2 separate regions of the Xenopus laevis genome follow, and region 1 is linked to region 2. Evidence: chromatin contacts called from public Hi-C data. All regions are on one chromosome and are shown on one strand. Each heading gives the region's core, a stretch centred on a gene start, on an enhancer-like site or on the middle of the called end of the contact. The rest is flanking DNA. Distances are from core to core; before and after follow the strand shown. Region 1 has its middle 12 kb from the start of cox14.L. Region 2 holds the start of smarcd1.L (SWI/SNF related, matrix associated, actin dependent regulator of chromatin, subfamily d, member 1 L homeolog).

Region 1 (6,322 bases), core at 2,928-5,427, 63 kb before region 2:
ATGAACACACCACTGCTTCTTTTTGGCCAAGAAAAAAAAAAACTAGAAGAGGACTTCCTCTCCATCTGCAACACCAAGCCTCCGCTTTATAGATGATATATTCACAATCTGGACAGATACTGAAAAGAGCTTATTCAGTTTGCAGTATATACAGTATAAACAAAAATCTGAAATAAATCGGTTCCCCCAGTGGTCACATACAATCCACAACTAAGGACCCTCAGAAAAATAGCCAGGGATCTACAGGGTACACTTCATAAGGATGAGAGGCTCAAAAACATATTCCCAGAGCCACCACTCCTAGCATTCAGACAGCCTCCCAACCTAAAAACACTAATAACAAGTAGTGCCTTATTGCTCCCCACCAAAAATGGAACATACCCATGTGGCAAAAACAATGTAAAACCTGTCCACACATCCTGACTTCAGACAAAATACCAATTCCGGACACATTAGAGGAGTACAGCATCCATGGTCACTACAAATGTTCTTCTTCCAATGTGGTGTACTTAATACAATGCACTAAATGCATATCAGGGGGACTGTATACAGGAGAGACTGGGCAAAGTCTGAGAAAGAGAAATACACACGACGATTCACTATAACCAATAAAAACTGGACACACCAATAGGAAATCATTTCAATGGCCCTAATCACTCCATAAAGGATTTAAGAATTTTGGTTCTTAAAGGTACACCCCTTCTTAAAAAAAAAAAACTACCCCCTACCCTACATAGACCCCCTCCCACTTCCCCCCAGCCTAGCTGCTACCTCAGGCAAATGCTCCTAACTGCCCCTAACTTTTTTTTTCGTGACTTTCGGCACATGCACAGTTGACAAAAACCCGAAGATTGCTCTAACTGCGCATGTACCGATACGGAAATTACTTCCTGATGAAGACCGAAGAGAAGAAGATGGCTGCCGTGAACTCCGATGCTGTGAAGTGGGAATTTGCCCGGGGTAGCAGCTAGGCTGGAGGGAGGAGGGAGGGGGGGTCAATGTTAGTTAGGGGGTATGAGTTTTTTTAATAAGGGGTTTACTTCTCCTTTAAGGGCAATTTTAAAACAGATAATGAAAGAAAAGTGTACAAACTAATGGAAACTTTAATTCTTTGGAGAAGGGATTAAACCTGGGCCTTGGATTTATGGCTAATTATGTGGATTAAGAAAGGACTGTGCCAGGTCAGAAATACCAACATGTGTGGATCTGGACTAAGAGATCATATGGAATTCCTTTTACTCCACACTTCAGTAATTCAGCCCTAATTTATATTCGACCTCTTTGACCCACAGTATCTTGTACCTTATCCCCTCCTAAATGACTTTGACACCTTACAAGCCGATTGATATTCCTTTTGTTGGTCATTTGACCTATGAGCTGAGTATTGGATATATAGTATATACCAGAGAACACTACAGCTTCAGTGTAATCAGCTTGAAAAAGGAAGTAAAATGTTCTGAAAGCTTGCTATGAGTATATTAGTTAGCCAATAAAGGTATCACCTTTATACCACTTTATTTTTTTATTTCAAAAGGGTTGCCCTGTAACATTTTTACTGGCTAACATGGTACAGCAACTTTACCTGCAATGGTAGGATTTAGAAATGGACTGATGCCATTTTACCAAAAATGTGCGTCTCCCATAGACTCCATTTTATTCAAATAATTAAAATTTATTTTTCTAATAAATTATTTATAATAATAAAACTATAATAATATTAATATTTATAATAATATTTATAATAATAAAACAGTACCTTGATTCAAACTAAGATATAATTAATCCTTATTGGAAGCAAAACTATCCTATTGGGTTTATTTAATGTTTACATGATTTTTCTAGTAGACTTTAGGTATGAAGATCCAAATTATGGAAAGATCTGTTGTCTGGAAAACCCCAGGTCCTGAGCATAGAAGAGTAGTAAGACAGTTTGGGGTCCCTTATGAGTTATAGGAAGACTGAACTTGATTGTTTTATGTCTTTATTCAGACTCTTTCTGTGTAACATTGCTCACAAAGGTTTATCTTTCTAAATTCTAAAATGAAGACCAGTATTAAGACACAAGACTTGTAGGGAATGAGTTAGATACACCTTTAAATCTTCCCCTGAATGAAAAGGTCAGTGGTGAGGTCCTGTGGCGCACCCTTATTTAGTAACAGCAGAGTAGCTTGATCTGGGTGCTATTCCTGCTATGTGCATACCATCCATCTTCAGAGGTGCAGCCATAGCACAGGGTGACAGAGAGCACAGAAGCCTATTGTACTTGCTTACAGCACAGAGAGTGAGTTCTATATAAGAGCAGGCAAATAGAGCTGTGTGCTGCATCTGGGGCCGGCTCAGCAGTCAGTGCCTGGGACTTAATGTCAATATGCAAGAGTGAAAGATGGGAGCTCTTGTTTAGCTGGAGAAAGGTTACCAGGGCAGTGACATTTAGCACAAACTACCTCCCAGCTCCCTGCTCACTCAGCAGATTAGGATCCTTAGGCCTGTGAGTTGGGGGTGGGAGCTCCAGTCAGTAGAAGGTCAGAGTCTTCACAGGCCCTCTGCCCAGTCTGATACATAACCAGCTGCATAAAGGGCATTGCATGCACAAATGGTACTGATACAGTTCCATATCACACAGTATAGAGATCATAGCAGGGCACCCACTGTACTGATTAAAGCTACACACGATGCATGATGCTAATACAGAGTGCTCCCCATCAGCAATGTTGTGACAACTGCAAATATCTATTAAAAAAAACTACCATCTTTCCTATTTGTTTGGAAGTGGTCAGGTGGCAGCAAAGTGTGGGCCTGCAGCTGTATATTGTATGTAAGGCATCTCAAGGGGCACAAGGGCTTCAGTACTACACCTGCATCTCATGCTGGAACATGGCCAGCCCAGAATTGCAAGGAAGCAAAAATGTTCCCCTTATGACCTGACGTCTGTTTGTCATTGTTCCATTGGTTTCAGCCCGGCCACTTGTCATTTGCTGCATCAGGAGTCACGGCGGGCATTTTGCTTGTCACTGTTTTCCACTTGCCACCCCCTTCTTCAACTTGAGTGCAATGAATAGGGCTGGTGCTGAACATCCTTTTTGCTTATTGTTTTAATCACGAAAATTTCTTGAACAGGGAAATTAAAACCACCCATGTTTGGCGCTTGCTCCATCACCCTTTGTTGTAACTGTTTTGTTAGAAGGGGGAGTATCTGTGCACTGGGAATCAAATTATCTACCTCACATGGACCAAACATAAACTAATTAGAACCTGGCAGGCGAAATACCTCTACAATTAGGGACAGCAGTGCTTATTGTCTCTGCACTTAAAACAGGGTCTTTATATATTAGGGATGCACCGAATCCAGGATTCTGACTTTTTCAGCAGGATTTGGATTCGGCCAAATCCTTTTGCATGGCCGACCAAATCCTAATTTGCATATGCAAATTAGGGATGGGAGGGAAATCATCTGAAGTAAAAAAAAAATTCTCCACCCTAATTTGCATATGCAAATTAGGATTCGGTTCGGCATTCGCCCAAATCTTTTGCGAAGGATTCAGGGGTTCGGCTGAATCCAAAATAGTGGATTCGGTGCATCCCTATTATATATATATATATATATATATATATATATATATATATATATATATATATATATATATATATATATATATAATACACAAAAGCCATGAATATTTTGTAAATTATATCCTTATAAACGGTGAGTGGTGATGTCATCAGTTATAAACGGTGAGTAGTGATGTCATTTTTGTCACATGACTCACTAAAAGTTGTGTATTACAATAAATAAAGTACCCCTTTGGCCTCGTTCTTTTATATGGTCATGGAACTTCTCTGTGACTTACTGTATAATATCCCTATATTTTACAATAGGGGGTACTTTATTCACTATGTATATATATATATATATATGGCCGTCAGCATGTGCAAAGCACGTTTTAACAATTTAACAATTTATATTCAGTGGAGCACATAGAATGTACAAACTTGTAATAGAGATGCCATGAGCAATGATAATGTTATGGTGCTGAGATGAGAGCAGCCTACAACTGTGCTTCTGTATTATATTCCTCCTGTTGTATTGTAATGGCTCCCCATTTGGATGATGTAGCAGTTGTAAGGCATTTGCTTTATCATGTGGGACTGGGACATGTCTGGCTTGTTATGCTGACTCAGGCCTCACTGCATTCATGCTGACTCTTTCCTACTCATACTACTGTATATCAGCAGGAATTCTCCAGGCTCTTGCTGCATATTCACTAATAGCCTTCAGTTCCTGAAAAAGGGTGGGGGGGGGGGGGTTGCAGTTCCAAAATGTGGTTTGTAGGAAATTGGAGATAAAGTAGAGTGAAATGGTTGTTTATGGCAGGGAAAGAGGAGCTTCTTTTTTCTACATAAAAAAAGTGTTTCTTTGTTTTCATTTATTTTTTTGTGGTTTTTGAATTATTTAGCTTTTTTCATTCAGCAGCTCACCAGTTTAGAATTTCAGCAGTTCTCTGGTTGCTATGGTCCAGTTTACCCTAGCAACCGGGAAGTGGTGTGATTGCGACACTGGAGGTATCTGATTAGAATGACAAATAAAAGTAACAATATAATAACATTGTAGCTTCACAAGCCTCCTGATACTTTTTGTTCACTTCCGGGAACAATGAAAGTAGAAAGACGTAGAAGAAAACAGTGAATAATGAGAAAATCGTAAAAAATAAAAAATGAAGACCAATTGAAAAGTCACTAATAGTAGGGCATTCTATAACATAGTAAAAGTGAACTCAAAGGAGAGCAACTACTTTAACACAAGGGAAATTATGTTAATTTCACCAAAACTCCAGCCTACCAGATAAGGACCTCAGTTATTTCATGAGGGGTCTCCCTAAGTGAGGCGGGAAATGAAATTTCATGTTCATGTATGACAGTTGAGCTCCGTTGGTGTTTCTTGCCCCAGTCTGACTTGACTTTATCCAGTGTGAGAGGTCAGTGTGAGTCCAGGTGTCGCTGGGAGATATACATGTCTAACTGTGTGTGGGGAGGATGGGAGGGTTGAGGGCAAAGTTCAGCTTCATGTGTGATTAGTAATGGTGGGGGAGGGTCTGGTGATTTTTTTTGTTCTCACAGATTAAAGGTTGCTGAAATAAATCACTTTTTGGGCAGTTTAGTGAATTCCCGTCTGATCTTCAGCCAAAAAACAAAGTGAAGCAACACATTCCTGCACTCACATTATTAATTCATAAATTGCTCTGACACGTGTATTGCACTGACACAAATACATATTGGGCTGAAAGTTTAACATATGGGCCTTTGGGACATTATATAAGGATGGCTCTTAGGAGGTACCAAGTGGACCACTCATAGTGAGAAGGCCTCTACCAGCTAGGGTTATTTACTGTATATAGGGGTGCCACCTGGACGGTATTTTACTCGCCTGGCTGGTAAAACTGATTCCAATGTTATTAATAGGGAAAAAAGTTAAATACATAGGAAGGCCGGTATTTTTTTTCCAGAAAAGGTGGCAACCCTAACTGTATAGTTACATGGGGCCAGGTCCAGACTGGGATATAAAAAAGGCCAGGGTATATCAAGTACAGAGAGGCCCAAACAGCTCCAGCAGGCCAATAAATAGTCACTGTGGCATCTTACAGCAGTCGCTGTATGCCAGAATCCACAGATTCCCAGTTCCCCATGGGGCCCCAAGATGGTGGCCTTGATACTTACCCAAATGAAAAACTGCAGTTCAACTACTTTAAAGGTCATAGGGCTCATCTACAATTGCTAAGTGCAATTATAGTGCAGAGTTTCACCCAGTAAAATGCCATTCACAGCATGTCTCATTTATTCTGGTATTGTGCACCAATTTGCCGGTTACCCTGGGTGCATGGAGACAGCAACGAGTCCGGACTAAGAATTAAAACAGGCATTTCAGGTACACAAAGGCCCAATCAGCCCACACAGAGGCCCAAACAGCCCCCACCAGCCCACTAAATACTGACTTTCTATGGCACCTTATAGCAGCCCTGGCATTTGCCAGAACCCACAGATTGCCAGTCCGGGCCTGGCAGCAACTCTTCTGCCTGGGAGCCCAATAATCAGTAACTATGGAGGAAGCAGAACCCCCAGTTACAGGGGAGCCCATGAGTGACCCACAACACACATTAAATCCTGGGTCATCAGCAATTTTTTCCATGTTGCAGATGACCTATGATTTTGCCCGGGTAAAAAAATTGTGGGGGGCCTGGGTCCCCAAAGTCACATCACTACCAGTAATTAACATTTGCTTTGTCAGAGAAGTTGAGGATGAAACTTTAGAAGGTTCATTATAAGGCCT
Region 2 (6,393 bases), core at 663-3,162:
TAACCCCTCCCCCCAGCAGCCTAACAGAACAATGGGAAGGTAACCAGATAACAGCTCCCTAACACAAGATGACAGCTGCCTGGTAGATCTAAGAACAACACTCAATAGTAAAAATCCAGGTCCCACTGCGACACATTCAGTTACATTGAGTGGGAGAAACAACAGCCTCCAAGAAAGCAGTTCCATTCACGGGTGGGATAAAAGGGATAACCAGGGGGGGGGGGTTTGGGGTGGGAGAGATAAAAGTGATAGCCTGGGGGGGATGGATATCATCTCTCCTTTGGGCGACTTATCTCCCTGAAAAGCCATCCTGCTGGCTAGAATCTAAATTTCCCGAAGTCGCCTCAAGACTTAATTTTCCCAAATCTTAGCTATAAGAGACAGCCACGGGAGGGATAAAAGAGACAGCCACGGGAGGGATAAAAGAGACAGCCACGGGAGGGATAAAAGAGACAGCCACGGCACGGAGGGATAAAAGAGACAGCCACGGGAGGGATAAAAGAGACAGCCACGGGAGGGATAAAAGAGACAGCCACGGGAGGGATAAAAGAGACAGCCACGGGAGGGATAAAAGAGACAGCCACGGGAGGGATAAAAGAGACAGCCACGGGAGGGATAAAAGAGATAGCACATGGGCAGATTTAGTCGTCTGGAGACTATTCTCCTCTTCTGAGGGGCGTCAACCCCCCCCCCCCAAACTGCCTTCCGCCTGCTATAATGAGAAAACTCCATCGCCAATGCACCCGCGGCGCTTCGATTTCCGAAGTTGCCTCACGAGGAAACTTTAGGAAACTTCGGAAATCGAAGCGCTACGAGTGCATTGGCGCTGGCGTTTTCTCATTATAGCAGGCGGAAGGCAGCTCAGGAGATTGACGCACCGCAGAAGAGGCAATTAGTCATCAGGCGACAATCTCCCCAAATCTGCCCGTGTGCTAAAGCCCTAAAAGAGGGATAAGAGAGTGTAGGCCAAATTTCAACACTTCTCAAATACAGGTTTATACAAAGTGGACATCATGCACAAAAAAATAAATAAATAAAAAGATACAGCAAAACCTCTTTTATACATAACCTGAGTAGCTTTCTCACTGTTTTAAGTAGAATAAATAAGTGACACTTTGGCTACAAAACATCAGTAGTCCACAGAATTGAGAGAATATTTAAAAGATTAACAAAAAATAATATTTCTGCCTTTCTGTTCTCAGGTTCCGATTCTTGAACCAATGTCACAAAGATGGGGGCTGCTAATGGGCCGGCTCCTAGTCCATTGTTTCAGGAGTCAGAACCCAGAGTGCAGAGAAAGTAATCAGATACGGACAAACAAATAACTGGAAATACATTTCATACGGAGTTTTTTTTAAACATTAAAGTTTCTTTTTAATAAGTAAAACCCAGTATTTGGGGGGAGGAAGGGGAGATATAGAAGTGAACATGATAAAGTGAATGTGAGCGGCCAGTTAGTATCCGCACCCCTCCCCCATTCCATCCTTTCAGGGAACATGAGCCAGTGATGTCCATCCAGCGTGCGGCCCCGGCTGCCCATAAACTACAGACATGGGTATAAGATGCTGCCAGGGAACATCCAACAGCTGGAAGGCGGCCGCTCGCATCCCTAGTTAGTTCCCACTCCGTTATCTCCCCTCCCCTTTATGGTGGCCTTCATAGACGCTACATCCCCCATCGCTTTCTCTTACCGGGTAAGCAGCTCCAGGCATTGGAGAACGGTAAATCCCCTGCCCGGGGGCGGGACCCATTCTCACTGCTGGGCCAGGGGTCCCGGGACCCAGTGCAGCCGCCGTTGAACCGGACCCCCCCGGGGTCAATGATTGGAATCCAGCCCGCGCCGCCATCGCTTTGCAACAATGGGGCCGGAACCGGAAGTACCGTGTCACAGAAGGTGGTAGAGGCGCCTAGTGTGGAATTGGTAAGCCGGCAACAGTGAAAAAGCGGAAACTCTTATCCGCCATTTTAGATGTGGCAACAACTCTGTTCCTATAGTGTTTGAGGTGGTGGAAGGTCACTGTGCCTGAAGCGGCCATTTTAGATTATGGTACATAGCAATATGACAGGACATACTTTGGTATGCACGTGCCGTATTCTTGATGGGCATCTGAAGCTGTCAACTATTAGTTTTCCACACTCAAATATGGCGTCGTTTTGCTTTGAATTAACAAAAAAGGCGGGCAATGGGGATGCCTCGTATATTTACAAAAATCATAAGGTTTCGCGGTGCTTTATAATGGCGTGACGTGGTTAATATGCATGAAACAAGAAGAATAAATACAAGGCTGCTATACGTTTGAGCGAGGTTCATGTTGTAACCGAACAGTTTACACGCTTTGAGGCTATAGCTGCGCAGTCTAATTAGTGGCTGCCATTTGCATTTCAGAGCAACTTCCAGTAGTTGTTGGCAGTGGTGTATCCAAGACCCCTGAATAAAAGACCCTTTTCATAAACATATATTGAAATGCGTGGGACAATTGCTTTCTTTAAGTATTGTGATATAGCTATTTCATTACTGAGGCTCTAAACCAGGGCAGCTGCAGGGGTCAGCGACCTTTACTAACAAAAAAGCCATTTTGCCCCCTCTTCCACTGAATAAAAATAGTCTGGAGCCGCAAAACATAACACAGCTTATATAAAATGTTTTAACCTCTCTTTAATTTTAACTGTTACAACAACAAAGAGAGGTGCAGTGTGTATGTGTAGCAATGTCATTTCTCCTACCGCACACCTGTAGTTCACCAATCCTGCAACTGGTGGTGCGTTTCTTCCGTTCACCCGGCCGGGTCCCTTAGCAACGTATGTGTATAGAAAACGGATCCGCACACATGCTGGTTAATGCAGTCGGGGATTATCCCCTTTTATTTAGCCACCAAACATTCCGGATCCGTTTCCTATACACATACGTGTGTATGTGTAGGCCTACTTTGAAATAAATTAAACACTGAATAGCCCTTTTAAATGCTAGTGTTCTCATCTGTTTAATGTGACTTCTGTTTCTGAAGCTCCATGTTGATCTTCCCTCTCTTGTCTTGAGTGTGTGACCGCGTTAACGACCATGATGAATCATCTTGCTGTGGCTCGGTCTTGCCTGTCACTCGTGGGACGTCTATACAGCCCTCGCACCTGCTGGCGGCTTCCTGAGTGTGCAACCACGGTAAGCTAACCGTTAGCTTATCGCGGTCGCAGACTCAAGAAGCCACCAGCAGGTGCGAGGGCTGTATAGACGATGTGATAGGCAAAGCTGCATGACCAAGCCGCAGGATGAAGAGCCACATGAGGCTCTGGAGCTGCGTGTTGCCTACCCCTGCTCTAAACATTGTAACATCATCCTCCATATCACACTGCAAGCTACTTGTAACAAAATGTATTCAAACTCCCATGTTTAATAAAGCGCCAAATCTGCCTTGTAATCAGGGTTGCCAGGTCTAAATTTCAAAACCAGCTACAAAACAAGCCCAAAACAAGCCCAGAAGCACTTCAAAAGTAGCCCAAAAATAGCACAATACGCACAGTGAAATAAAGGCTAAAAAATAAACGAAATATGTGAACATTTTCACTGTTTCGCATATTTTCCACGAAGCAAAATGGGACACAGTCGCCTGTCACCAGGCTCAGGGGTATAGGGGCGAGAATGCTTATGAGTGACGGGACAGGAGACTGGGGTACAGAGCACGAAATCTGGAAACTCCTGGCTTCTAAAAAAGTCAGTCCCATTGCATGCTGGGTTTTGTAGTCTTACATTAAACTTGAATTGTGAAACAAAAACTACATTACCCAACCTGTATTGGGAGACACAGGCTTGGCACATTAGGGCAAGAAAAAACTTTGGCTGGTTTCCAAAGTACAATCCAGTCAAAGGCCCAAAAAGTAGCCGTTTATGTCAACTTCGTAGTCTGCTATACACCAGAATTTTCTGTTTTTGAGACCATGGCAAAAGACAACATTAAAGGGATACTGTCATGGGAAAGCATATTTTTTTTCAAAACGCATCAGCTAATAGTGCTGTTCCAGCAGACTTCTGCGCTGAAATCTGTTTTTCAAAAGAGCAAACTGATTTTTTTATATTTAATTTTGAAACCTGACATGGGGCTAGACATATTGTCAGTTTCCAAGGAGCAACCAGTCATGTAACTTGTGCTCTGATAATTTAGAAATAAAAACTACACCATAACTACACCATAAAAATCATGACAGAATCCCCTTCACCTCTTCGGGCGAAATGCCTTCCCGCCGGCAAGAATGTGAATCACCAGCGAGATGGCATACGGATCACTTCGGTTTTCTGAAATTTCCTCGTGAGGCAACTTCTGAAAACAAAGCGATCCGAGTGCCACCCTGTCGACGATTAACATTCTTGCCGGTGGGAAAACATTTTAGGGAGATTAGTCGCGCGAAGTAGAGGACATTTGACGCTGGGTGACTAATCTCCCCTGAATCTTCGGGTTTGCCACCAACCTAATGAGTTCTATGTAAGAACTATCAATTCATTCATTGTATGTATAAAGTCATTATTAGAGATGTGCCACTGGGGCTTATTTATAAATACTGGGCAAATTTGACATGGGCATTACCTATAACAACCAATTAGCAATTGGCTTTTTTTCTGAACATCATACCTGTGATCTTGTCCTATTTTTCCTGGGGGTTCCCTGGTTTCGTCCCCCTTCACCTGGACTCCTGTCATGCTAAGGTGTTTCCCAGGATTTTTTTCAATTTCCCTGTGCCTGCATGTGGAGTGAGTATTAAGTTACTATTAAGGGCCTGTGACATTTGGGGCTCCCAATAGGCTCTGTACTTATATGTCCCCCCACCATTGGTAAGTTGACAGTGACATCTCTGGAAAATGAAAGCAAATTTGATTTGTTTCCATCAGGGCCGGATTTATACATAGGGCGCCCCAAATCCAGGCCTGGTTGGCATGCGTTACTTCCAGGTGCTGGTGGGTAGTGACTGTGATCATTAGCAAGGCATACCAGAATTGACCAAAATGCACCCACAAAATAATATTGTTTGCTTAACATCTCTGATTAACGGACATCCTTACAAACAACTTATGGTTAACAGAGCCATATTACTCAAAGTTCCCAGTCGTCTCTCAACAAACATAGACTCGTGCATGCTCAGTAGAGGAATGTTTTTAGAGTTTACACTAGCTGGCAGGACCAGAACTAGAGGTAGGCAGAAGAGGCACATGCCTAGGGCGCAGAGTTGAAGGGGCGCTGAGCATATACAAGTAGGGTTGCCACCTCTTTAAAATATTCTTACTGGCCAGTGGTGGCGGTGACAAACCAAGAGGTGGGGCAATGGTGTAAAGTTGCGGGATGATGATGGCAAGGGGCGGGGTGATGACATCACCAGACATCCGAGAGAGTCTTTGGGAAGGATGAAGAGTAAGAGATTGGTATGTTTTTACTGGATAAGTGGCTAAAGGGGATGGGTCGGGGGCAGGCCATGGGCTGCACTTTGGGGTATTACAAATATAACAGCAACTACATTGCCTGTAACTTTGTAATACCAGCCCGGCAGGTGTTTTGCTGTTTAGGCCGGTAAAATAGCGGCCGAGTGGCAACCCTATGGACAAGGGAGGCGTGAGGTGGTCAACTGGGTGCCTGACTGGCTTGGTCCTGCTCTGCTAGCTGGGAAAGGTAAGTAAAATGGCGGCATGTCCTGACTCGCTAGTCATTTTTCCACCATAAAAGTAGTACTGGCCCAGGGGGAAAAAAAACCTAAGCAACTGGAATTGCTAAGGTTTGTCAAACATAGTTCTACCCCTCCAGTGACTCTTCTCCTCTAAACTAATGGGCTAGGAAACAATAATACTGCTGTTTAATTGGCTCGAAATAACTGATTACAATGTAATAGAGACCTCTGGGGCAGCAAGTGATTCATAATAGTATAATCTCAGTAAAGTGCTGCAGAACATTTTCTCACTATACAAAGTAAGCATATCAATAGTAGTAATGCAGTGTGAGAAACTGGTTAAAAGTCCCAAAACCCAAAGCTTGCCAGTAGAGGGAGGTATGTTCACCTTCCATTTCTAACCTGCAGGCAACGGTATAATATTATTTGAATTTCCATGGTGCTAGTAATTCCTTGCATTTGATTCAATGGAATTGACTTCACAAGAAAACATGAAATGATTGACAGAGTTTAAAATAGACTCATAAGTCCCATATCTCATTAAGATCCATGATTAAGGAAATCCAAAAATGTCTATGAACAGTAAAACAATACTCAGTATGGCTGTGCTGAGCTATGAATTATTATTGATTAGACAAAAACCATAAAGTATGAAAACACTTTCAAACATAGGTGCTCCATCTATACATGCACACAAAAGTGACATTATTTAACCCACTAATAAACAGAGGAGGACATCTGTGCTTAATA

The links. A called contact is a pair of places that touch in the nucleus more often than the background predicts.
Region 1: a Hi-C map of the XTC cell line shows a contact between it and region 2, with 3 times the contacts expected there. The contact joins the enhancer-like site here to the promoter of smarcd1.L in region 2. A contact is called at or near these places in 2 of 4 Hi-C or Micro-C datasets (the XL177 cell line and the XTC cell line).

Annotation. Positions count from the first base shown.
Region 1 is chr2L:157,258,111-157,264,432 of Xenopus_laevis_v10.1, reverse strand. No RefSeq gene overlaps it. Among protein-coding and RNA genes, the nearest start is that of cox14.L, 12 kb to the left of the region's middle. Within about 2 kb of position 4,177, at least 2 of the 7 cell types and tissues checked have an H3K27ac peak or open chromatin away from gene starts, as enhancers often do.
Region 2 is chr2L:157,193,185-157,199,577 of Xenopus_laevis_v10.1, reverse strand. smarcd1.L (SWI/SNF related, matrix associated, actin dependent regulator of chromatin, subfamily d, member 1 L homeolog) reads right to left here and starts at 1,912. Exons shown (of 13, transcript NM_001142786.1): 1 at 1,692-1,912. The coding sequence starts at 1,847.